Linked DNA regions of Mus musculus: regions 1, 2, 4, 5 and 6 are each linked to region 3. A link is a contact called in public HiChIP or PLAC-seq and promoter capture Hi-C data. All regions are on one chromosome and are shown on one strand. The core of a region is the stretch at or near the end of the contact, and the rest is flanking DNA. Distances in the headings are between cores, read along the strand shown.

Region 1 (4,125 bases), core at 155-2,654, 560 kb after region 3:
ACAGAGAGACCCATCCTGACCTGAGCCTGGCAGGACACACACAGCCTGTGCTGGCAGCTGTGGCTATTGTTCCTTAGCTTCATTTCAGGCTGTCACTCCAGCCCAGGCATTCGCAAACACCCTCCCTCTTCAGACCCTTCTCCCCCACCAGCTTCGTAATCCCCCTACATAAGGGCTCAGAGGTGGAGAGACAGTGGGAGGTGCGTGCCTGCCCCTGCCCTCTCCCTGGCTCAAGGACAGACAGACACCTCCAGAATTAGCCTCCCTCCCTCCCTTATCTCCCATAATACCTCAGGTCAGACAGATGGAAGTGGAGGCAACATGCCTCACCTCTGGGTCACAAGGAGCCCCACCCCAGGAGGAAGAAGGTTAATTAGAAAAGCTGGTGGCAGTGAAGGAATTCCTTCCACACACAGACAGCTGTCACAAGAGCGAAGGAGACGTCCAATTCAACTGCCTGTATGGCCCGCCAGCCTGTTTACCACTTCCATTCTCTGTAACGCATAACGCAGCAGTACACGGCCACAGAAGCCTACCAGATCCAGCCCTGCAGTCCTGTTATTCTGCCCTGGGCTCTAGAATGACTTTACCAAACACCACCTATTTCCCATCCCGTGGGGGCAATAAGAGGTCTGACTCCCGCTTCCGCTAGGGGGCGCTCCTGGGCGAATGTGACTCCTCTGGTTAGGCAGGTCTGACGCCCCAGCTAATGACATGTTGGGGTTCGCTCAGCGGCACAGAAGAGGTTGGAGAGCTGCCCCGGCTTCTCACTCCCTGCCCCCATCCCAAAACCAGAAGGTGGGGTGTAGCGCACACAGCCTCCTGAGAAACCCACGCCCCTCGTGCTTGTCCCACTCTTTTCGAAGACCAGGATCCACTAGTCCAGTGCCACTAATTTTACTCAAACACCTAGTGGTTCGGTGCTGAAGGCAGCTGGAGGGTGACCGGGCGCCGGACCATTCTAGAACGTCCTGATCTCCCACATCTGCCCCAAATACAGAGACCCGGGACCTCAACAGCACCCTAAGACACTTCCAAGGGTCCCCAATTAAAGTATTCAAAAAATTCCAGCTCCAATAACTCCCCAGGACCAAGGGCTCCGAGCACCACTAAGAGCAGATGTCCAAACCCCCTATCCATCTGCCCAGTAAAGTCGGCACCCCAGTTCCTTCTTTCCAGGGATCCAGGCGTGAGCTCCCCACACTATTCCCCTGGACTTAAGGTCCGAGTTTCCAATAAGTCTTCCCAGGAACGCGGTATCCGGTTCTGGGGTGGCTGGACCCTGGGTGGGGGTGGAACTCACGCGTCGGGGCAGATCCTGGCACCGGGGGGCTTTTCCTCGGGCTCCGGCTCCGGCTCCAGCGGCGGGGAGCGGAGGACGGGGCGGGGCAGTCGCCTGGGAACAGGTTAGACGACGTGACTCTGACTGGAGGGAGGCGTGTCCCTCGGAGGAGGGGGAACTGCGGTTGCCTGGAGCACCTTGGGATTTGTAGTCCCGAATGGGCGAGGCGCCGCCAGGGACACTTCCATTTGGAGTCAGACGCGATCCATTTGACAGTCAGCCAGAGCTAGGTCCAGAAGATCATGGACGTCCTGGACGGCGAAATGCACAAGAATTTAGACCCTCACCTCACTATGGGTACAAGGGAAGAACCCCTGAGCCCTTTCCCACTCCTCCAGGCTCAGTGTCCCCTTGCCTGAGTGAAGATTTGGACACTTAAGGAGGAGATGGGAGGCGCGGAGAAATTCACACGACCAATACTATGGCGAGAAAAGGACCCACCTTAATCAGGACTCCAAGCCCCGGGTTATCTGTCTAAATAAAACAAAAAATAAAAATAAGGGGCCTCTAATCCTAGTACTTAAGAAGCAGAGACAGGCGCACCTCTGAAAGTTCAAGGCCATCCTGATCTACACAGCGAATTCCGAGCCAGCCTGGACTACATAAAGAGACCCTGTCTCAAAAAAACAAAACAAAACATCACAGCATTGGCGATTTACTGGCGTGCCTAGCAACAAGCTGAACTACAATCCCCAGCAGACTCCTGACCGACGTCCATCGCCAGCCACCTTCGAGTTATCTGGGAATTGGAGTTTTGAAGCCCACAAAGGGCGAGCCCCAGAGTTTCTCGCCCACGCGCGAGGGTGGACACATAGTCTGGAGATTCCTGGCGGAGGGAACACTCCTTCGTAGCCTTGGTGACCTCTGTTCTCAAAAGCCTCAGAAGAAGGGGGGAGCATCCCAATGCTGGAGGAGTCTCCAAAATCTCCGCAGAAGGGGCGGGCAGCGACGCTGACACACCGGCCAGGAATGCAGTCGAGTCTCCCTGTCTCGCCACCGTCCCGCGGCTCCACCCGCCACCCCATGCGCTGCAGTCCTGCTGGGAGGGGGCGTGGGCACGTCCCCCAAATCCCACGTGCACGCGCCGCTGTTTACTTGGGCCGCGGAGCAGACAGGGACCGACCAGCTGCACCTCTACCTGCCTCGGAACCGTGAGGAATACTTCCCATTCCGGACACTAAGTCCACGAGGACATCTACAAGTCTTCCCTGACACTAACCCTCACCCCGTTTCAAGCCAGGCTCTGGGGCTCTGGGGTCCGAGGCTCCTCCCATGACTCTGCAGACTCCTCCCCCTCAGTTTCCCGCTTCCCCTAGACTTCAGAAGCTCCGCCTCTGATTGCTATTAAAATGCTCCGTTCGTACACTTTTCTCTATTTTCCGACCTGGTTCAGTTAAATCTTCCACGTTCGCTGCACCAGGGACTTCCGAAGATACACTCTAGCTTTAAAAGTACAATCGTGACAACCAGAATTCTTACCTAGCTTTTGCAAGAATGCTGCAAATAGATCTTCTGTCTCTTTAAAAGCCGTGGCCTAGGCGAGTCACTGCCCCTTTAAGACGGTGTTGGAAGAAACCACGTGAGCAAAGTTGTCGGGGGAACAGGCACCCTAGATCCGAGCTAGCTTGCGTTTCTGACGAACAGGGAACTGATTTCCCCCTGCAGGGCATCGTCGAGAAATTATTTAATCCTATGCTGTGTGAAATTTAAGAGTGGAGGTTATCCGGGTTCTGCAAATAGTGACAGCGCCGAGCCACGGCCCAGCTCTCCTACAGGACTTGGATGCTTCCGGGTGCGGCTCCACCCCTTGGATCCACGTGGTGGGCAGCGTTCCGCGCAGGTCCTGCGTGGGCCCCTCCGGAGCTGGAATGGCGGGTACCCAGGCCTGCAGTGAGTGGAGCTTGAACTGGTGGAGACGAAGGGCATCCGGGAGGGTCTGGGTGCAGAAGGGGTTGGGGAGGGCTGCCGGGCGGGTGAGGGACCAACGGGTACTTTGAGAGGTTGGCCATGTCAAAAGGACCCCCCCCCCCGACTGTCTCCTCTCAGGTGCCACTCGGTTCTCCTGCCCTCCCCACTTCACGGAGATGTCGCCAGACTCGGAACCCTCCCGTTTCTCCTTGGAGGCGCTTACAGGTCCAGATACAGAACTGTGGCTTATCCAAGCCCCTGCAGACTTCGCCCCACAATGGTGAGTGTCGCTTCCAGGCCACCTACGGGGAGGATTCCCCCCCACCCCCCCACCCCAGAGGCTGAACTCACTGTAGAACGTGAACCAGAACTTTAGAAGGCTTTTTTTGAAAATTCGAGACAGAGTTTCTCTGTGTAGCTCCGGCTGTCCTAGAGCCTGTTATGTAGAGCAAGCTGACCTCGAACTCAGAGAGATTCTGCCTCCGGAATGCTGGGGTTAAAAAGGCGAGTTGCCACCACCGGACTAGATGGCATTTCTGAGCAACCCGGAAATGCTGCTTTGGGTTGTTTTGAAACAGTCTTATTCGGTAGCCCGGGCTGGTTTCAAAGAACCAGCCTTCCCCAGCCCGTTTCCTGAGTGCTGGGATTGAAAGTGGGTGTACAGGTTCTGCTGTTTTAGAGTCTTTATTCATTAATGTATATAAGCAGTCTGTGTGCTTCTATGCTTTCGTAATCGAAGGGTGCATCAGACAGAAGATGGTGTCAGATCCCACTGTAGATGGTTGTGAGCCACTCTGGTTGCTGGGAACTCAGCACCTCAGGATGAGCAGCCAGTGCTCCCAACCACTGAACCGACTCTCCATCCGTTTGGAGAA
Region 2 (4,184 bases), core at 1,501-4,000, 640 kb after region 3:
GGAAGGAGGGGGAGGGGCAAAAGGAAAAGAAGAGAGAAGCTGGAGAGAAGGTTTTCATTAAAAGCACCTGTTGCTCTTGCAGAGAACCCAGGTTTGATTCCTAGCACCTACAGGGTGGCTCACAAACATCTGTAGCTCTAGTTTTAAGGTAGCAGTTCTCAACCACTGAGTTTCGACCTCTTTGGAGGAGGTCTAAGGACCCTTTCACAGGGGTGGTAGCCAAGACTATCTGAATATTATATATTTACATTATAATTCATAGCAGTTGCAAAGTTGCGATTACAATGTTACAACGAAGATAATTTACAGTTGCGGGTCCCCACAACATGAAGAACTATATTAAAGGATTGCAGCATTAGGAAGGTTGGGAACCACTGTTAGGGATCAGATGCCCTCTTCTGGTCTCAGTGGGTACTGCATGCATGTGGGGCACAGACATATATGAAGGCAAAACATCATACACATATAAAATAAAAATGGAGAGATGGCCCAGCAGCTAAGAGCACTTGTTGCTCTTCCAGAGGTCCTGAGTTCAATTCTCAGCACCCACACGGTGGCTCACAACCATCTGTAATGAGATCTGGTGCCCACTTCTGTCATGCAGGTATACATGCAGAGTTCTTACATACATAAGATAAATTACTCTTAAAGATAAATAAAATTAATTAAAGAAACAGAAGAGGAAGAGGAGGGTCGGAGGAATAGAGAAGCAGAGGAGACTTAGAAGTTCTGAACCAGGACTAAGGAAGTGGTTCTCACAATACACAAAGCCGCAGGTTTGACCCCGAGCATGAAATAAACAGGGTGTGTTGGTGCACGCTTGTAGACCCAATGTGGGAGATCGGCGGAGATAGGAGGATCAGGATCTCAAGGTTAACTTCAGATTGCTACATATACAGTACACACAATCCTAATCCCAGCCAACCTGGACTACAGGAAGCTTTATCTCAACGTCTTTCAAGTAGGTGCCTTGGGAAGTTTCAGTCCAGCCAGCCAGCCAGCCAGCCAGCCATCCATCCAACCATTCATTCACTGAGCACAGGTTATGTGGCAGGCACTGTTCTAGGTCCCAGAGGGGTTACATTATGAGCAAATTAGACAAAACTCCTGACCTCATAAAGTTATACTTTGTGGAAGAGTCCATAAAACATCAAGTCAAGCTGGGCGTGGTGGCGCGCGCCTTTAATCCCAGCACTCGGGAGGCAGAGGCAGGCGGATTTCTGAGTTCGAGGCCAGCCTGGTCTACAAAGTGAGCTCCAAGACAGCCAGGGATATACAGAGAAACCCTGTCTCGAAAAAACCAAAAACAAAAACAAAAACAAAAAACCAAAAACAAAAAAACATCAAGTCAAACAAGGTAAGGGGGATGGAGTTCCTCTTGACACAGAATAGTCCCCAAAGCTTTTCTGATGGCATCAGACCTCAGATGCCTCGGGTTCTGCCTTCCAGACAGAGGGGAAGGTCAGTACAAAGTTTTTGAGGTAGGCACTGTGATTGGGACAGGAACAGAGGGGTGTGAAGGTGTGAATGGAGGAAGGGGGCAGATTATAGATAAGGACAAGAGAGGTGGGGCTGGCTGGGGACAGGCCTGCAGGGTCTCCCCCTGGTGATTTCAGCTGAAGACGAGATCTTTGGGCGCTAGGAGGAGGGGAATGAAACTAAAAATGTCCGAGTGGCACATTCTCAGAACTTGGGCATCTGGATACCCAAGACGTGCAAGTGGCTAGATCTGCTAGCGTCGGCATCCCCAGCTGTCAGAACTACCCTGTGTGGGACGCACGGGTAAACACCGACTGCCAGAGCCGATGTCTCAGAGTGGAGCAGGATGACACAAGGGGCTTGGAACCAGGAAGCCAGCCCCTGGAGCTAGCTTAGGGGCTCTTCACACAAGAGAGCCTCGACAGCCTTCGAAAATGGAAACCCTACCCCGCACCTCCGTCTCATTTCCTCACCTGGGCAACCAGAGGCCTGAAGAGGAGTGTGATCTTCTGCAGGGTTACTACTGAGTGGAAAAGCCCGCTAAAGACTCAGACTTGGAACGAAGCCAGGGATGACTGTTTTCTTAGGACAGGGGTCGGACACCCAGGGTGATATTGGGAGTGCCTTCTGGGCAGATCATGAGGGTGAGATGCAAAATGTGTGCCGAGGGGAGTCGGATCCTTCTATTTCATCCTGACTCAACCCGTCAGCTGAGGCCAGCACCAGGGCCGGGGACAGCTCCCCACGAGCTTGCTCCTTCTCACACTGGGCGGGGCGACCCAATCCAGCGCCCAGCGCGCACCCCCAACACGCGATCTCGATGACCCCCCCTCCACCCCATTGCACCGGGTCCTCCGGGTCAGGATGCCCCAGTTGCCTCCAAAGCGCGGGGGGGAGGGGAAGGATTCCTTTGTCTCCTTCCCGGCTTCCCGGCTCTCCCTCGAGCCCGCTCGCGGAAGATGGAGACCCTAGGAGGACCCCACGCGGTTTTCTGTGCCCCACACCAGGCCGGAGCCTCTCCATACTCACTGCAGTGGGCGAAGACCGGCAGGACCTGCCCCATGGCCCCCCTCGGGCCTGCATCGGGACCCCCGCCCACTCCGGCCGCGCCGCCCTGGGCCTGGGGCCACGGGCGCTCATCTCCGCCGCGTCGACGACGCCGCCGCCATCCTCCCGGGCTGCTTTAGCAGCCGCCGCCGCCACCGCCGCCACCGCCGCCGCCCTCTGCTCCACTCCGCGGGGGAGGGCGGGGCCGCAGAGGAGCAAGCACTGCAGCGCGGGGGCCTGGGGCGGGGCCTAGAATTGAAGGCGGGGCTTGAGGACCTGGAGGGAGGGACCTCCGTTTTAATGGGAGGCGTCTGGGTTTCGGAGAGCGGGGCCTTTAGGAATGGGGCGGGGCTTGAGCGGTGTGCAGCGCGGGAGAGAGTGCCCAGAATATGCATACTCCGATGTAAGGGTGTTGGGGCAGTTTTAGAGATGGCACTGAGAGAGGGTGGGATATGATGTTCTGGGGTAGAGTCTGAGGCTAGACTTGGAGATGGCGTGGAAAAAGGGGGTGGGGAAAAGAACTAAAACTTAAAACTTATTTTCTGCCAGGCTATGGTGGTGTACACCTTTACCGGCGCTTGGGAGGCAGAGGCAGACAGATCTCTGTGAGTTCAAGGCCAGCCTGGTTTACAGAGCGAGTTCCAGGACAGCCAGAAACCCTGTCTCAAAACAAATAAACAAAACTCGTTTTTTTCTTTTTTAAAAAAAGGTTTGTTTATTTATTTTATGTATGTGAGTACACTGTAGCTGTCTTCAGACACACCAGAAGAGGGCATCAGATCCCAGTACAGATGGTTGTGAGCCACCATGTGGTTGCTGGGAATTGAACTCTAGACCTCTGGAAGAGCAGACAGTGCTCTTAACCACTGAGCTGTCTATCCACCCCTCCCCAACTTATTTTCTTTAAAGATTTGTTTGTTTGTTTATTATGTACAGTGTTCTGCCTGTATATATGCCTGTATGCCAGAAGAGGGCGCCAGATCCTCTCATTGTATATGGTTGTGAGCCACCATGTGATTTCTGGGAATTGAACTCAGGGCCATCTCTCCAGCCCTAACATTTAGTTTTACAATTATTTGTGTGTGTGTGTGTGTGTGTGTGTGTGTGTGTGTGTGTGTGTGTGTATCCTGTGGAGCATATAAGCAGGTCACTCTGCTCCAGTCACACGTTCATACCCAGCAAGCTTACTCTTCAGAGTAGGAGCTTTGGGAAGTTTCCGTTCATTCATCCTTTCAATAGTCGTCTATAGAGCATGTGTGGTAAGACAGGTACGTAGGCCCCAGCGGGATACCGATAAACAAGTGAGACAAAACTCCTATTCTATCCTGCCTCTGCCATATCATCAACACCTCTTATGGGCAGTTGTGGCCAGCACCAGGTCCCAGAATTCCCTCTTTCTACCATGTGGGTTTGGGGGATGGAATTCAGGTCACCAGGCAAAGGGCTTTTACTCCATTGAGCCTCCTTGCCCAACCCAAAGCACTCAAAACTTTTAAGGCTCAGAGAGGAGCTTAGACATGGGTGGGGTTGAGGCAACAGCATAGAATGATGTAATAGATGGGATCTGAGCTACAGATGTGGTCTGGAAAGGCAGCGTGTGAGGTTGGTAAAATGACCGTGAGCAGGAGATAGGACAGCTTTGATTTTTAAGCTATTGT
Region 3 (4,494 bases), core at 1,824-4,323:
GAAGACTTCAGGGAGGGAACCAAAGGACTTGCGATAGGGAGGTCTAGAAATCAGACTGACCTTCGGGTTGGATGGACCTGTTTAACTCAGCCAGAAAAAAACAGAGGAGTTGATTCCCTCACTCTCCTTGTTAGCTTACAGGCGATTCTCTTGACCTGCCCTGGGGCACCTAGCAACTGCTTACATCAAACGGCTGCTGACTGCTGAGGCCGGGTGCGCCAGGTGTGAGCCGCATATTAAAGGACTGACGTCGCACTAGGGCTCCCTCTACCGCGCCCTCCCCCTCCCCTCCTCCCCCTCCCCCACGTCTTCCAAGCTTCGCCTCTCTCTCTCTCTCTCTCTCTCTCTCTCTCCGCCCCCCCCCCCCCCCCCGGCCTTTCTGTCCTCTGTGCCCCTGCTTCTTTGCCCTCCTGGCTCTGTTTTCGTCTGTCTTTCTGTCTACATGCCCACTCTTCTGCCTCTACCCTGCCCAGGTCCTCCCTCCCCAACCTCCCCTCAATAAACCCCCCTTTATAACAGATCTGTTAGGTTTCATACCAGATCTGTTGCTTAGTGTAAGGCATGGGACCGCCAGGTACCCCCCTCACTGCATTATAGTTCATAACACTCCTGACCCCTCTCATGATGGAGGAGCCCTGAGAATGGCTGCCACCTGCTGCAGACACCTAAGCAAAGCCCAAACTCTCTCACTAGCTTAGAGACAAGGGCCATCTTGGCTCAGAAGAAAAAGGAACTAGAGACTCAGGAAAAGAAATGAGAGGGGGTGGGGTGGAAGTGGCATTTGGCACCTCAGACAGTTTCATGTTTTGTGGTGACATTAATTTGATTTAGAAGTACTTGAGGAGAACGAGAAAATTAAAACCACTGTGGCTGTGTTCCCCTCTGCAGAACACAGTTAGAATTGCCAGTCAGTTTTACTTATTCATTTTTGTGCTATCTGCTCTGTACTTGTCCTCCTGCATGCTTCTCCCACCCCTAACACCGCCAGCTTGGTTGGCCAAACCTACCTAGGCCTAGGCAGCAACTGAAGAGTCGCCATTCACTGGAAGAGTGTCTAAAGAAGGAAATGTTGGGATTCCTCATTTAGAAAGTAACACTGTGAATTAGGAAAGCAGGGGCTTCACCGCGCCTCAGGCATTTTGCTTACAGGCTTCATAACTTGAGACAGATTCTCAGAGCCCACATTGTAGCGGCAAGAATCGACTCCTGAGGATTGTCCCCTGACCTTCACACAGGTATCAAGGCATGCATAGGCATCATGTGCACACTCACACTACACACGTGCATGCATTCATACACAGAAACTTCATTCACACACACATACACACTGCACACATACACATCAGGCAAACACTACATACATAGGCACACTCATGCACCCTCACATACACTTCATATACACTACACGTGCATACACTCATGCATACTACATACATACATACATACATACATACATACACACACAGTACAAACACATATATTCAAGCACACACACTTCATATATGTGCACACTCATATACACACTACATACATAAGCACACTCACACACATACTACATACACACACACATGCACACTTATACTAGAAACACACACTACATAAATACACTAACTCATACATACACATCCAGGCATACACATACATACATACACACATACATACATAGCAGTTTAGAATCTATCAAAATTGAAAACAGACATTAAAGAACAGCAAAAAAAAAAAAAAGTTAATAAGAAAAATGTAAAGGTTGGTGTCAGCTTCCCCAGGAATCCGACTTTTCCACCGTTTGTTTTCTTTCACTTCAGGAAGCTAACAAGCTCTGTGTGTGTGTGTGTGTGTGTGTGTGTGTGTGTGTGTGTGTGTGTGTGTGTTATGGGAAAGGACTAGAGACGCTGTATTCACAGGGCAGAAACAGGGAGGGAGAGAGAAGGGCACAGAACTTTTTCCCTTTTCGGGTGTGTGTGGGAGGTGGTTTAGTGACCTGCCAGTTTATACCACAGCAATGGGGAGATCTGGGAGAAGGGGAAGCCCACAGTCATGACAGCATGGTCAGAGAAGGAACAGAATGGTTACAGGCTCTCAGTGTGGAAATGCCACAGGACTCAAGAAACTCCAGAGATTTCCAGAAGACTTGCCCCTCAGATTCCCATTCAGAATTAACCGAGAGCAGGAACTGGGGGGGGAGGAGGTGAAGGTTGGGGAGCACAGGCCCGGCATTGCTGCATTCCAAGGTGTTGGGAGGAAGATCAGGAGTTCAAGGGTAGTCTAGAACAATCGTTCTCAACCTGCGAGCTTCAACCCCTTTGGGGAACCATATCAGATATCCCACATGTCATATTTACATTATGATATTTACATGTCCCATATTCACATTATGATTCATAACAGTAGCAAAATTACAGTTATAAGTAGCAATGAAAATGATTTTATGATTAGGGGTCACCACAGCATGAAGAACTGTATTAAAGAATCCGGGCATGGTGGCACACGCCTTTAATCCCAGCACTTGGGAGGCAGAGGCAGGCTGATTTCTGAGTTCGAGGCCAGCCTTGTCTACAAAGTGAGTTCCAGGACAGTAAAACCCTGTCTCGAAAACAAACACACAGAAACAAAAACAAACAAAGAAAAAAAGTATCGCGCACTGGGAAGATTGAGAACCACTGACCTAGAATGTGCTTCATGAGACCTTATTTCTTTTTTTAAACAGTTTCACTGTGTAACTCAGACGAGGCTGGATTTGTCTACGGTGGACCCGGCTGACACAGAACTCACAGATCTGCCTGCCTTCCAAAGTGCTGTGATTAAAGACATTTGAAGCCTAGCCCCCTGCCCCCCATTATTTTTAATTAAAAAAAAAATCCGGGATGATCTCACGTGGCCCAGGCTGGCCTTAAACCCGCTTTCAATTCTGATGATCCTCTTGCCTCCATCCTCCCCACCCGACTCAGGTGCTGGGATGACAGGTTTACAGAACACTAATCGTCAGGGTCGTTCACTCATCAACCAGCCCGGCAGACGTGCTTGGCTGTGTGCGCCTGCCCAGCAGGGGACCGCCCTCAATGGGCCGTCCCTAGGCGGCACCCGCTTAGCTGAGATTCCAGCACTTGACTTCAGGGTTTCGGAGAGATAAGGCGCTTGGCCGTTACTAACTGGACTACAAAGAGCTGGATCGGACCGGAACCACATGGCTCAACTCGCCCGAGCCACCCGCTCCCCGCTGTCATGGCTGCTGCTGCTGTTCTGCTATGCACTCCGGAAAGCGGGTAAGTAGCCCCGCGCCCCGCGCCCCGCGCCCCGCGCCCCGCGCCCCGGCCTGTGCGCACCTCGAGAGGCCCTCCCAGGCCACCCGATCCCTTCTTCCCGGCCCAAAGTCCTAGGTCTGGATTCTGGAGCAGAGATTCCAGAAAATAGGGCGTGGTGACTCACACCGGCCACCGGAGTACAGGGGAGGATGAGGTAGGAGGGTTGCCTTGAGTTCCAACGTAGCCTAGACTCGGGAATGAGAACCGGATTTGCTCCACTTCGCGCACGCTTGCGCACGCGCACACACACACACACACACGCGCGCGCGCGCGCACACACACGCACGCACGCGCGCAAAAGATGTTTTATTATTGTAAAATAAATGACTCGTACACTGAGAAAAAGTCTGGGTGACTCATGCCAGGAACCTTAACCCTAGTGGCCACACTCTCTCCAGCAAGTTAATCGTGACTGACTCAGAGTTGATTTATTAGTTCATTTTCCTTTCGCTGAGTTGGAGACTGAAGCCTCACTGGGGAATTGTAGCACAGGAGTCTACCCCTGAGCACACAGGGTGCTGAGGATAGACCCTTGGTCCTCACACAACCTAATTCGGAGCCCTGTGCTATTCCCATTGTTTCAGTGGTTGACCAGCAGCAAGTCAGGCTGGGCGCTCAGAGTGAGCTCAGAGTGACTGGAACCAAAAAACCAAACCAAACCAAACCAAAACAGGGAGGTGGTGGCTCATGCCTTTAACCCCAATAGGGGAGGCAGAGACAGGTGGAGCCCCGTACAGGGGTACCCTAGGGTCACCATGACGGGTCCTGGGTTCCCAGAACTTCACTCTGAAGTCATTATCAGACTTCTCAAGTATTCAGAAATGCCTGATACTGTATTCCCTAATGTTGAGGGCCTACTGTGTATTGGGCTAAAGGAGAGAGTCTCACATAGGGCCTAGCAGAGTGACTATTGAATGGCTCGGATTCAAACCCCACCGTATCTTGTCGTCTTATGCCTGCGTGATCCCCCTAGCAAATTCTTCTATGCCTCCATTTCTGCATATGTAAGTGGTACCTGAAGCCCAGTGTGATGGTGCTCACCCTTAATCGCAGAATTTAGGAGGCAGAGGCAAGCAGATCTCTGAGTTCCAGACCAGCCTGGTGAATGTACTGAGGTGATGTTTAGTGTCTCTACTACTACTAATAATAATAATAATAACAATAATAATAATAATGAATTATAAATACTATA
Region 4 (4,318 bases), core at 410-2,909, 520 kb after region 3:
ATTTGGCGGGCACCTGTCTCTAGTGTGGCGACCTGGAGTGTGCAGGGATGACGACACCCGAGGCCACGAGGCTGCGAGCCTGGGGCTGGGAAGGGGGGCGGGGGTGGTGTCACAGAAGTGGCCACTGAGAGCTTCCTGGAGGAGGACATCTAGGCTCTGGAGGGCGAGCACACCGAGGCGGCTCCGTGGACCCGCAGTGCCATCTGGTGGCGGTTTCGTGCACTGCAGGGACCTTTCATAACTTCTAGAATTTGCTTCGTTCATCCTGTAAATACTTTTTGCGCATCTGCATCATGCCACTCTACAGTCTTGACCTTGAAGACGACCAGAGAGACACAGGGCACGCGTTGTAGAATATTAAAGACCCAGGAGCCTACATTAAGAGATTCTTAGATACTGCAGCATGGGAGCTATTCAGGAGGCTGAGGCAGGACTGTAAGTTTGAGCCCAGCTGAGCTTTATAGGGAGACTCTATCCCCCCTCAATAAAATAAAGGTAACTAGGGTACAGTGGCTGTATTTTCAGAATTAAGTGAGACCCTGCCTCAGAAAAGGAGGGCAGAGAGAATTAATAAAATCAACACACACACACACATCTATATCTATATCTATAAATATATATATGGCAGGGAGAGCTAAATAGTAGATGCTTTTTCCTTGTATTCACAGGGCTCTGGGTACCACTCCCAGCAGTGCACACACTACTGTTAGCTCATGTTAATCAATTCAGGTCTTCCAGAAGACCCAAGTTCAATTCCCAGCACCCACATGGTGGCTCACAATTGTCTGTAACTCCAGTTCCAGAGGATCTGATGCCCTCACCCAGATCTACAGGCAGAACACCAATGCACAGTAATATAAATCTTTAAAATAAAGAAAACCCCTCTTACTTATGTGTCCGTATGTATACACAAATGCACGTGTGTGGGTGCCCACGTTCCATCCATGCATGTGAATCCATCCAGGCTCTCCTTGACCAACTCCGGAATAATTCCCAGGAGTCAGTTTTCATGGTTCTTGGAGATGAAACTCAGGCTGTCAAGCTTGGCAGCTAGCGCCCTTACCATCTTCTCAGCCAGGAATAGTTGTGCAAGGTCTTCAGGTTGTAATTATTAAAACAATATTTTTTGGAGATTTTTATCTTTATTTTATGTGTGTCTGTGGAGGCCCTGGAAGAAAGTGCTGGATCTCCCTGGAACTGGAATTACAGATGATTTTGAGCCGACATGTGGGTTCTGGAAATCGAACCTGGGTCCTCTGCAAAAGCAGCCAGCACTCTTACCTGATGAGCCATCTGTTTATTCCATATTTGTGTATGTATGACTGGACACATGTAGAAGTCAGAAAACAACATGTGGGAGTCCGTCTCTGTCCACCCTGAAGGTCTCAGGGATCGAACTCAGCTCCTCAGGATTGGCAGCATGCACCCTTACTGTCTGAGCCTTCTCGAAGGCCCCCAGATAAAGTTTTCAGAAGTTCTCGGAACGCAGGTTTCACCGAATGCTGCGGCAGAGGGCGTGGCCTGGGCGCCTGCGGGGGCGTGCGTTGCCTCCATCGGCCCCGCCCCGCCTCTAGACCACAGGTTTCTCAATGTGTGCTGGCGGAGGGCGCGGCCTGCGCACCTGCGGGGGCGTGGCTTTGCCCTGCCCCACCTCCCTCAGGAGCCTCCGGGAAGGCGGCGGCCGCGCAGCGGGAGCAGCCCGGTCTCCGCGCAGCGAGGCGGCTCGGGCGGGCGGCCGTCAGGTGGGCACGGGGGACGGCGGCGGCTGCTTCGGGATTCCCGAGGGGGCCGCAGGGATGGAGGGAGGGAGCCAGGGACCTGGTGGCCGGGATGAGCCTCGGGGTCCCCGCGGAGCCCCGCCCGGCCCCTAGCGGAGTAGAAAAACAGCTGCGGGCGGGGCGGGGCCTTGTGACGCGAAGTCCGGTGCAGGGTCTCCGCGGCCGCGGGGAGGGGCTGGCCGGCTGTCGGAGGGTCCCCCGCTGCAGCCTGAGGGTGCAAGACATGCATGGTAAGGGAGCCTGCGCGAGGTGTGCAAAGAGAGGGAGAGTAAGGCAGGGCGCACTGTGGAAACTGAGGCGGGAGGAGCGGAGTTGGAGGCGAGCGAGCCTGGGCTTCGTACTCAAGGGAGAGAGACAGAAGGAGGGCGGATGTGGGTACAGATGCCAAAGGGAGGGAGAAAAAGAAAAGGAACGTGGGCCAGCAAGGAGAGTAAAGGTGTTGATGCCAAACTGTCTATTTCTCAAGTTTGATCCACAGGATCCGAAAGGTGGGAGGAGAGAAAGGACTCCTCCCTTAAGTTGCAAGTTGTTCTCTTGGCAATCCATGTGCCTCTGCACACACAATAAGTACATAAAGGGAAAAAAGTTGACTAGGGACCAGGCATCATGATGCACACCTATAATCCCAGCACTCGGGAGGCAGAGACAGGCGGATCTCTGAAGACAGCCAGGGCTACACAGAGAAATTCTGTGTCAATGTATACATATTCATACATATGTATATATATTAGAGAAAATCTGTATCAACATATATATACACATACATATGTATATATAAAATTATATATATTTTAAAAGTAAGAAAGAGTCACATTGTGGGTAAGAGTGTAAAAGAAATGAGCTACCATGTTACTCAGTGATGGGGACAGAGTGAATGTGGATGATCTTGTCTGTCTCCTGTGTGTGTGTGTGTGTGTGTGTTACATGCGGACTGTGCATAGCACTGAGCATGTGTGACTGAGATACTGGGTCAACTGTATACTTGTGGTTGATTCACACAGATGGCCATGTGTGGCAGGGAATGGGGTTGGATCTAGGTGTTGCGTGGCAGTGGGGGTGGAGTGTGTGGAATTGTGTCAGTGATATGTGACTGTCACTGACTAACTGTTGGCTGTGTGTGGGTATGTGGGTGACTGTGTCTGCAAGCTGAGGTTTACTTAGGTGTGTGTGTGTGTATACGTGCACACACGTGAGTGTGGGGCAAGCCTGCTGTGGACTAGTGAAGCTCTCTTGGGGCTCCTGTGAGTGCCGGGGACAGCTCGAGTGGCAGATGGCTGCGGCTGAGCTGTGGGAAGCTGCATATGGAGCATGGCCCCTTGGGTCTGAGATTGTGCGGTGGGGAGGGCGGTGGTGATCCTGGCCACACTGGGGCAGAGTCAGGATGGCTCACCCTGAGCTTGTGTGAGACTGACTACTTACAGGGTGTGTGAGGTTGAGCCTACCCAGGTTCTACACGCGCTCACCGGTGATCTTACTCACGTGCCTCGTATATGGTATGGTATTTTGGTTTTGTTTGTAGAGATGAAGTGACCTGAACACCTGATCCTCCCATTTCTGTATTGGGATTACAGGTGTGAGACTCCACATCTGGGGAGAAGTTGAAATGTTATTTCTTTCTTCAAAGATTTATTATATGTAAATAAACTGTAGCTGTCTTCAGACACTCCAGAAAAGGGTATTAGATCTCATTCCAGGTGGTTGTGAGCCACTATGTGGTTGCTGGGAATTGAACTCAGGACCTCTGGAAGGGCAGTCAGTGCTCTTAACTGCTGAGCCATCTCTCCAGCCCCAAAATGTTTTTTCCCATTCCTGCTCGATCCGGTCCTGCTCCTGAAATTTTATTTTATTTTATTTTATTTTATTTTATTTTATTTTTAGACAGAGTTCACTCTGTAGATCAGGCTGGCCTTGGACTCATGGAACTCCTCCTGCCTCTGCCTCCTGAATGCTGGGCTTAAAGGTGTGGGCCACTATGCCCCTCCAGAGGTTGAGTCATAACCTGGCGGTACCCAATAAGACCATCTGAGTTAAGATTTTGACTTTAAAGCCTTTGAAAATGATACTCACAAAGTAGAAACTGTATATCTGAGTTTGAGGTTGGGTCTCTTTCTGGGCTAGACTGCTGAAGGAGCACCTCACATGCCTCCACATGTTACGCTGAGACTTAGAAAATGCTACTTCAGGCAGCCCCAAGATCACCAAAGGAAGTGGGGTGGGGTGGGGTGGGCACTGAACTCACTGTGTAATGGAGGATTATCTCTTTAAAAATTACATGTATTAAACCCAGCAGAAGTGGCGCACTCAGGAGGAAGAGGCAGGCAGATCTCTGAGTTTGAGGCTAGCCTGATCTACAGAGTGAGTTCCAGGACAGCCAGGGCTACACAGAGAAACCCTGTGTTGGAAACCAAACAAACAATAAACAAGTCCCCAAACAGTGCTGTCTGCCTGTAACCAGCACTTGAGGTAGCACAGGAAGGTTTAGCCAAGGATGGCTTTGAGCCCTGATCTTCTGATCTCAGGTTGGTACCACATGCCCATCC
Region 5 (4,296 bases), core at 805-3,304, 920 kb after region 3:
CAGAGGAACCCACCAGTGGACATTTGTCTCCACTGGGGCAGTACACCTCTCCGGCTGGGCCCTGTGCCTTGATAAACTCTCGGGAGCAAGGAAAGCAGAACTTGTGTCCGGGTACCGAGGGACACTGCACGAAGTGGGTGTCTTCCAGCCTTTCTCTGCACAGGGTACAGCACAAGGGGGCTCCAGGGGTCGCCCCTGTGCCGCTACCACCCCCGCTGACAGCTTCAGCCCCGGCAGTGGGGCTGACTTCTGCCTCTCCATTGCGTGCCACCAAACGATGCTGGGCCGGTGGTTGGGTTGTGGAGGAAGCCGCGGGGCTAGCACCCCCTGCGCGGACAGAGCCTCCACCCCCACCAGGGTCCTTGGGTGAGTGGCCCAGAGCCTCGGCCACATTCTTGAGGGCAGCAATAGGTGAGGGCACACCAGGGGTCTCTGAAGAGTATGGACCGCCTGGCGCCACCCAGTGCCGCTGTTGCTGCTCCTCCGTGGTCATCTTCCCAGCTGTCTCGCCCTCGGGCTCAGGGGATGCTTTGCGACGGCGTGGAGTGGGCGCCAGGTTTCGGGATGGGGCTCTTGGAGGTGGGCCACACAGAGCAGCAGGGGCCGGTTCTGGGTACTGCTGGGGCAGGGCCTCCGCAGGAGCAGGCTCTCGGAAGCTGCGGACCCCATCCGTAAGCAGCTCTCCTAACTGGCGCCATTCCCCTGAACCATGGCGCCGTTCATACTCGAGGTACTTGAAGCCCGATGAGGCCAGGGCCTTCCCTGGCTCTCGAAGAGCATCATGAAACATCTGGCGAGCCACTGCAAGGACCCCCGCGTAAACATTGCCAGAACCACAGGGGTATTCGGTGAAGAGCTTCAGCTCGAACTCATAGCCCGGAGGGCGGGCAGTGGCATCAAAGGCGAACACCCGTCCCACCAGCCCGTGGTCCTTCTTGAATCGAACATTGAAAGGGGCACAGGCGGACAGAGCCAGTAGCTGTTCCCTTACAGCCTTGGGACGCCCATGCCACTCCTCCGCCCGGCCCCGCATGGCCTCGTTCAGTTCTGCCAAGCAGTCCGCATTCCTCTGCTGCTTCTCCTTCTCGAAATCGGAGCCGAAAAGTGGACGAGCGGGGCTTAAGCCAGGTGCCAGCGTCAGAGCTCGGCCTCCAAGGCCAGACACTGCAGCTGCCAGCAGCCCGGGGGGCATCAAGCTGGGGATGGAGCCAAGCAAAGCCCTGCGTGCCCCTTCCGCCACGGCCTCCTCGCGGCCCAGCCCGTTGGCCAAGCGGGACCCCAGGGTGTACTCCAAAGCCGGCGAAGGCAGCGCCAGGCGGCTGGATGAAGTAGCCCTGTCATAGCGGTCCGGGCCTGAGACGCTACCGCCGGTCCCCGATGGCTGCGCCTGGGCCTGCGGGGGTGGCAACTGGGAGCCCTGGGAGCCCGTGGAGGCTAGGTCCTTGGAAGTCGGGTGCTTGAGAGCCGGGGGTCCGGGCGAGCGGCCCTCGGGGAGCACGTGGCTGCGCTTGAGCTGGCGGGCGGCGTCGATGAGCAGCTCGATGCGGTCCGCGCCCTCGAAATTCACGCACCCGCGGCACACAGCCTCGCTGAAGTCCCACACCATGGCCCACGGCATCTTGGGCAGGTCGCACAGGTAGCACCACTGGCGGCGGGACGCTTGCACGGACGCCATGGCGCCCCCCGGAACGCCGCCAGGTGCCCCTGCTGTGCACCCGCCGCCCACGTTCGCTCCGCCGTGCCCCGGGACGGGCGCGCGAGCCGCTCAATCCGGCCTCGGGCTCGGCCTCCCCGCCGGATTCAGGCCCGGCCCCCCTTCCCCGCCCCCTGGGCCCTCAGCCTTTTTTTTCCTCTCTCTCTCACTCCCGCCTCCGGTGGAAAAGGCAAGCCACGAGCACGCACGTCGGCGCCCCCGTCCGGTCCGCGCCGTGAGCCGCGATGCACAGCTCCAGCTCCTCGATGGGCCTCGGGCGCCGCCGCCCCAGGCTCCCGCCGCTCCGCTCGCGCCGCCGACGCCGCTGCAACGGCCGCCGTCGCCTCCACCTCCTTCTTCTGCCCCAGAGGCCGCTTCGCAGGGAAAGTTACATAACGCGCGGGCAAAGCCTTCTGGGAAATGTAGTCCCGTCGGGGCTGCTTCTTAAAGGGGACTGGGTAGAAAGCAGTGGCGGGAAAAGAGGGCGCGCGCTGGTCTGGGTGCTTAATTTTCACTGTGCCTCGCCAGGAAGCTGGGGTTCGCACACAGGGTCCATGGAGTGGGTAATGGTTTCATAAATGCTCGGGTGGCCAAGTTGCTGTGGATGCAATTTCCCCCCTTTCCCCGCCCCCTCTTTCTTTCTTTTTTTTTTTTTTAAACAATCTTTTTTTTTTTTTTTTAGATTTATTTATTTATTTATTTATTATATGTAAGTACACTGCAGCTGTCCTCAGACACTCCAGAAGAGGGAGTCAGATCTCGTTACGGATGGTTGTGAGCCACCATGTGGTTGCTGGGATTTGAACTCCTGACCTTCGGAAGAGCAGTCGGGTGCTCTTACCCACTGAGCCATCTCACCAGCCCCCCCTCTTTCTTTCTTAAGACTTAGATTTATTCTTTAGCTCAGGTTGGCCTAGAAGGCTAGCCTATGTAGTCTAGGCTGGCCTCAAACTTGCTGCAATCTCCCTGCTTCAGCCTCCTTGTGGGTTTACAGTCCCGACACCATACCCAGAAGCCGGAAAGCAGTTTCTGCTCTGATTTGCTGAGCAGTTCTAGAAGAGTCTTGCCCTCTCTTAGAATCCCGCCCCTTCAAGAAGGGCCAATAACCGGTTAGAAAGGCAGCAGCTTTGGGGGAATTGGGGCGGAGAGGCTCTGATTGGACGGTTTCAAGGGGATGGTTTCAGGCAACTCTTGGAGAGTAGTGTCTACTTGGCAGTTTGTCCTTCCCAGTGTCTTAGGTACTAGCCTCAAGGGCGGCCCAGAGGCTACAGGATGATAAGACTGTAGGCTTCCGAGCCAGGCGGCTGCCTTAGTTTCCTCATCTGCTAAAGAACGTTCTCTGAGCCTGCCAATTCTGCTCCAGCTGTGCACGTATTTGGTCTCTAAAGGGTTACAGAGTTGGCTTCTCGGTACACCTCCAATTTCACTACAATTCCCAAAATGCTCTGCGAGATGGACGCACTGACGTACTTCCTCTGCTTGGAAGCTTGGGGGGGGAAGGCCTTCCCGATTCTTGCCCCCCCCCCTTGCTAGCAGGGAATTTCGCCCTCTCCCTCCACCCCCACCCCCCAGGTTAGGGGGCTCTTATTACTCTTATATTTGGAATGAGGAAGCCAAGAGGAGATTGCTGGGAAGGGCAACCCCAAACCTCCAAGTGCTTAATGGCCTGGTGGGCCCAATCGGCTGTGGGCACCCCATGTTTTTAGCTTTTTTGGGGGGGTGGGGGGAGCTAGGAGAAGCGACATATGTCTCCAGGACCTAGCTCACATCAGCCCTTTCCCCTCACTTGGCCTGGATCCCCGCTGGTGGTCTCAATTCCCCCCCCCCCCCCCAGTGTCTTCTTTGCGTTCTTCCAGGTTTGCACTTAGTGGAGGCTTGGTGGTTTTCTCACCCCCACCCCAGAGTAGTCACAGCAGCCCTGGCTTTCTATTTCAGCGTTACAATTTAACTACCACCTGCATTACTGTTTTAACACTTCTCCCTTAAACAAATTGCCTATTTTTATCGTTTCCTGGGAGATACTATGTTCACAACCATAGGTTTCCTGTACTACTGTTTATTTACTTTCTCCTGCTTATACGTGGTACTGGGATGGAATCCAGGGCCTTATGCTAAGTGCTCTAGTGCTGAGATGTACTACCAGCCTGTATTTTTAATTTTGAAACTGGGCCTCACTAGGTGGTCCAGGCTGGCTGGCCTGAGCTCTGGGTCCTCCTTCCTTAACCTCCTGGGGGCTGAGATTTCAAAAATACATTAACCATGCCTGGCTTTATTTATTTTTCCTTTTTCTAACGATAGGTCTCTGAAGCACAGGTTAGCCTTGAACTCACAGCAAGCCTCCCTAGTACAGGAATGGCAAGTATGAGCCATGATCCCTTGATAGGCTCTTTAAGGCTGTAAAAGCCTATTTTTCGTTCTGCCCCGTCTCTGTCCTTGCCTGAGTTAACTACCCAATTACTTTATTGAACTGCTCTTAACAGACCTAGATAAACTCTGTTTGTTGCAACCTTCAAGTGTGTGCTTCTGCACCAGGGTTAGTTAAGGCTTTTAGAGGGGCAATCACCTGCCTCAAGTTCAGGAGGCATGTCCTCTGGGGCGGGGTG
Region 6 (4,106 bases), core at 295-2,794, 840 kb after region 3:
AGCGGGGAGATGGGGTCACAGAGAAGAAAGGGGTTTGGGAAAGTGGGCAGCCGGGGAAGATACAGCTAGGGCCAAGGCTGGGGGGTGGGGAGGAGGAGAGAGCCAAGGCGTTGAGCCCTTTTAAGGCAGCGGGAACCCAGGCCCCCTCCCCCGCCCAGGCCTGGCAGGGGAGGGGCCCACAGGATGCTGCTCAGGCCACAAAAGGACTGCTCCTTCCCAGAGGGTCAGACCCCCTGCCCCCACCCCAGTTCTCAGTTTACCCTGCCAGCCCAAACCCCATCCTTCAAAAGAAAGGTTGAGGGAGACACTAAAGACTGGAGAGGAGAAAAAGTCTTTCACAGGCTTAGCAGTCTAACCGATGGCCTCAACCTTTCCATCTGTGAAACGGGGGAGGAGGGGAGAATGCACTAGGGTCACACACATGGGCAGACAGCCAAGAATCAAGACCTGGACCCTTAATAATAGGCACAGAGCAACAAAACAGGTCGTTACTTGTAAGGAAGCTGGGGTAAGCTGGAGCTTTGGCTCAATGTTGGGCAGGAGCAGATAAGGCTCCAAGCTTGTCCACTAGGCCTGAGAAGACCTCTGGGGAAGGGCATTTAAGTCAGCAGAGGAATTAGAGGTCTTGAGCTAGAACCACAAAAGCAGATGAGAAGCCAGGAGGGATGACCAATCTGGCCCACAAAGGCTGGGCGGGATCAGAGTGCTAGGGATGGGCACACTCAGAAGCTGAAGTTGTTCCTTCCTCTTAATTTGGGGAACAGAAAGGGTGCTCGGTGGCGCCTGTCTGCCGGGCTGGTTCTCCCCCAGGGCCTCTGTGAGTCACAGTGCCCTCATAGCTCCTGGACACCTGTCAGGGCAGCTGGGGAGGCAGACGCCAAACACCTGCCTATGGGCCACACCCTGGCAGCTGCCCCACGCTGTCCCTCCCCACACTCTGGGAAACTGGGGAGGGCTATGAAGCCAGTTTGAGGAGCCAAGGGTCCTAAAAGAGAAAGCTGCCAGGTCCTAGTGTGGGTGCTGAGATAGCAGGAGGCTATGCCCACCCCAGCCTGCACTGGCTGAGTCATAGGTGGCCTCACTGACCCTGGTGCCTCACCAGGGGAGCTTGGGGTCAGGTCATGAGCTCTGCTTGGCTCCCTTACAAAAAGCCCTTTCCAGGCCCTCCTGCCCCTCCATAGCCCATTCTTGCCCTGTAGACCCACCTCTGCCTTGCACCCAACCCCAGGCTTCCTATCCATACTCACCCCACTGCAAGAAGTCGGCCACATACTTGTCCTGGGCTAGGTGAGAGGCACCCAGCTCCTGGTGGACGCCCAGGAGAAGGTCGAGCAGGGGCTCCAGTCCCAGGAAGCCTGGGTCCAGCACCAGCTGCTGGAGCTGCCTCAGCCGCACTTCGGCTGACATGTTGGGCAGGCAACACCATGGCCCCTCCCCGGGCCGGAGCTCGGGGTCTTCCCGTCACAGGGCCTGGCTGCCCCTGTCCAGGCCCCAGAACCCTAGCTGCATGTCTGCCCGTCCCTGACTATCCCTTGGGTCTCTCTGGCCAGTTCTATGCTTAAGGCCTCCTCCTCTTTTCTCCACCCCTTGGCCCAGCCCCCCTCCCGCCTCCCAGTTTTTAACCCCTCCTGAGCCAACACCCCAACTCCCTTCTTCCAGGGCCCCTCAAAACTCTTCAGAGCCCAATGTCAGGGGACAGAGTAATACTCCAGGGTTGCCCCCCCCCATTGACTCTACCCACCCATAAAGAGAGCACAGGGAGTTACAGGTGGGAGGTGTCAGTGCCCAGGAGAGCCAGTCTATAGACTCAGAGCTGGGAGGGGTTGGGGGAAAGGGCTGATGCCTGGGCAACAGGGGGTGAGGGGGTAGTGGGGGGGGCAAAGGCCAGGGGCAGCTTCTTCGTGACTCAGCAATGGATTCCGACTTTGGGACAGTTAAATTTAGCCCCTGTGCCTGCTGTATTACCCGCCCCCCCATTTTTTGGCAGGAGGTAGAAGGAAGATCAGGAGAGAGTTTGCTCAGCCGCCAGGGCCAGGGGTGACCTGCTGGCCCCAGCCTGGGGGAGGCAAGTGGTGGATCCAGGCCCTCCTTAAGCAAAAGAGAACCCCAAAATAGCTCCTTGGCCACAGGCCGGGGCAGCCACATTCCTGCCTGGGCTAGGATTAGAGACAGAAACATTTTAGGGGTTGAGGGCGGAGCTGCCTGGACAGCAAGCCAGGCGACAAGTTAGCTTCTTTCTAGGGTGGCCAGTTCTCTGGGGAGGAAATCATGACCTCCAGCTGGCACTAGATGGCCAGTCATAAATGGGCCAGGGGCAGCAGACTGCAAAGGCATGTTCAGAGGAGGCAGGGAGTGCAGTCAATTCCAGCATCCTCCTCTCCCCAAGGAGAGCATGCTTGGATAGTCCTGGTGTTTAAAACAAGTTTCAAACATCTCCAAGGACCTAGTAGGAAGGCCATCTCAGCCTCTTGACTTTGGGGGTCGAGACTCATCTTTCAGAGGGCTCTCTGCTCGGGGCTAGGGATGGGGAAACAGCTAAGATTGGGCTTCCTTTGGTCAGAGCACAGCTTGGAGGCCAAGTACTGCAACCCCCACCCTACCCTGCCCCAGGGAACAGAAACACTGTGCAAACAAGGACTTTAGTATAAATAAGAGGTCCAGGGGAACAAGGAGGGCCCTCAGGGCTTCCATAATTTAACACTTTCAAAATCACAGACCATAGCAAGGGGTGGAGTTTGGGCAGGAGTGGGGATGGCCCCTGCCCTGCCCTCTCACCCAGGGGTACTGTGGGCTAAGTCTCTCCCAGGAGTGAACAGTCACATGCTGGGACAGGGATATGGTTAACACTGATGTTTCAGAGAACAGGTCATTGTACTTGGCAGTGGGTGGAGGACAGGGCCAAGGCCACACAGGACACTACATCCCCATGGCTGGGCCAACCTAGGGGACCCCCAGTATGTGTGCAGCGTGGGGCTTGGAGCAGTCCTTCCATCATGATTAGTCTTGTTAATACAGTGATTCTTGAGGTCAGCGGGGAGGGTTATGGCTAGGAGGCCGGGAACATGGGACATCCACATTTCACACCACAGTGCCACTGGGGGAGCTGCCTGGTTGGGAGGAGATGCCCTGGGGAGAACAAGAGGAGAAAGGTGGATTAGACAGCACCTGGGCTTCTGCCAGAACCCGGAGAAGGAGCCACCCAAAGGCCTTGGAGCTGCTGCCCCAGCTGGGATCTGCCCCCCAGGCCTAAAGCTGCTGTCCTAGCTAGGAACAAACAGCTCGGCCGTCTCCACTGACCCAGAGTAGCACTTCCACAGTAATGTGGCCCCAGGTGTCCTGGGCATACAGGGGACGACAGTGGAGAGAAAAGAAACTGGGGTCCACTTGCAGCTTCAGGGGTTGTCCTACCTCTACAACTGACTTGCTGGGTGACCTGGGCCAACTTGCTTGCCCTGCCTGGGCCTCGGTCTCCTCGTCTGTGAACTAGGGAGACAGAGGGGTGTCTGTGAGAACTCAGTCAACTCCCGCAGCCCTACTAGCCTGGCAGTGGCTCTGCAACTGCCTGACGTTCTAAGGCTTCTGGACTCTAGCCTTCCAAAGCAAGGGACTGAAGGACTGAGGGCAGAGTAGGGTCCTAGACACTGAGACCACATGCTCAAGCCTGACCAGGTGACAGGCCTGCACCTCACCAACTAAGAGCACAGCCACTGCACAGCCCATCTGTGAGACCCAATGACCAGGACCACACAGCAGCAAGAGGAAGTGCAGGCCTGGACCCTGGCTAATTCCCATCCAGGCCTTCAGCAGCTGGCTCAGAAACAGTGTCTAAGAGGCAGGCCAGAAGTGGGCCCCCAGCTCAATCACATCCCTAGACCTGAATAAAGTTTCACCATCTACACTTCAGATTTCCTATAAACACAGGTTCTGCCTTGAGTGTGAAGTACTAAGGATGAGCCATATGGGCCAGCAGAGGCTCTAAAGACGTTAGCTGTGGTTCCCCCCATTCTGTCTCCTATACCTGACCTTTCTGCTGACGGATAACTGGCATCCGGTAGGGACAGAACTGGTGCCCCTCAGCGCTTGGGCAGGTGCGGACTCACCGCCTT

What was found. Promoter capture Hi-C pulls out the DNA fragments that hold promoters and counts their contacts. HiChIP or PLAC-seq counts read pairs in DNA pulled down with a chosen protein or histone mark.
Region 1: an HNF4G HiChIP or PLAC-seq map of pancreatic cancer cells shows a contact between it and region 3. The contact joins the promoter of Ppp1r13l here to the promoter of Pvr in region 3. A contact is called at or near these places in 2 of 115 datasets of contacts at active chromatin or transcription factors (bone marrow-derived macrophages and pancreatic cancer cells).
Region 2: a contact with region 3 is called in a promoter capture Hi-C map of pre-B cells, with 3 times the contacts expected there. The contact joins the promoter of Rtn2 here to the promoter of Pvr in region 3. A contact is called at or near these places in 2 of 39 promoter capture datasets (cranial neural crest and pre-B cells).
Region 4: a contact with region 3 is called in a promoter capture Hi-C map of pre-B cells. The contact joins the promoter of Klc3 here to the promoter of Pvr in region 3. A contact is called at or near these places in 2 of 39 promoter capture datasets (cranial neural crest and pre-B cells) and 1 of 484 Hi-C or Micro-C datasets (embryonic stem cells).
Region 5: a promoter capture Hi-C map of liver shows a contact between it and region 3, with 4 times the contacts expected there. The contact joins the promoter of Irf2bp1 here to the promoter of Pvr in region 3. A contact is called at or near these places in 5 of 39 promoter capture datasets (the C10 cell line, hippocampal neurons, liver and 1 more) and 1 of 9 other capture datasets (liver).
Region 6: a promoter capture Hi-C map of the SN4741 cell line shows a contact between it and region 3, with 4 times the contacts expected there. The contact joins the promoter of Dmpk here to the promoter of Pvr in region 3. A contact is called at or near these places in 4 of 39 promoter capture datasets (the SN4741 cell line, cranial neural crest and liver), 1 of 115 datasets of contacts at active chromatin or transcription factors (pancreatic cancer cells) and 1 of 9 other capture datasets (liver).

What each region holds. Positions count from the first base shown.
Region 1 is chr7:19,358,495-19,362,619 of GRCm38.p6, reverse strand. It overlaps Ppp1r13l (protein phosphatase 1, regulatory subunit 13 like), which reads right to left and starts at 1,404. Exons shown (of 13, transcript NM_001010836.3): 1 at 1,304-1,404. Cd3eap (CD3E antigen, epsilon polypeptide associated protein) reads left to right here and starts at 3,137. Exons shown (of 3, transcript NM_145822.2): 1 at 3,137-3,232; 2 at 3,389-3,530. The coding sequence starts at 3,211.
Region 2 is chr7:19,281,190-19,285,373 of GRCm38.p6, reverse strand. Rtn2 (reticulon 2 (Z-band associated protein)) reads right to left here and starts at 2,750. Exons shown (of 10, transcript NM_013648.6): 1 at 2,509-2,750. The coding sequence starts at 2,542.
Region 3 is chr7:19,919,722-19,924,215 of GRCm38.p6, reverse strand. Pvr (poliovirus receptor) reads left to right here and starts at 3,073. Exons shown (of 8, transcript NM_027514.2): 1 at 3,073-3,263. The coding sequence starts at 3,185.
Region 4 is chr7:19,401,445-19,405,762 of GRCm38.p6, reverse strand. Klc3 (kinesin light chain 3) reads left to right here and starts at 1,659. Exons shown (of 13, transcript NM_001286039.1): 1 at 1,659-1,742. Gm38954 (a long non-coding RNA gene) reads right to left here and starts at 74. Exons shown (of 3, transcript XR_881873.2): 1 at 1-74.
Region 5 is chr7:19,001,816-19,006,111 of GRCm38.p6, reverse strand. Irf2bp1 (interferon regulatory factor 2 binding protein 1) reads right to left here and starts at 2,054. Exons shown (of 1, transcript NM_178757.4): 1 at 1-2,054. The coding sequence starts at 1,675.
Region 6 is chr7:19,081,296-19,085,401 of GRCm38.p6, reverse strand. It overlaps Dmpk (dystrophia myotonica-protein kinase), which reads right to left and starts at 1,544. Exons shown (of 15, transcript NM_001379257.1): 1 at 1,248-1,544. The coding sequence starts at 1,407. It overlaps Dmwd (dystrophia myotonica-containing WD repeat motif), which reads right to left. Exons shown (of 5, transcript NM_010058.2): 3 at 4,101-4,106; 4 at 3,409-3,483; 5 at 2,627-3,126. The coding sequence ends at 3,079.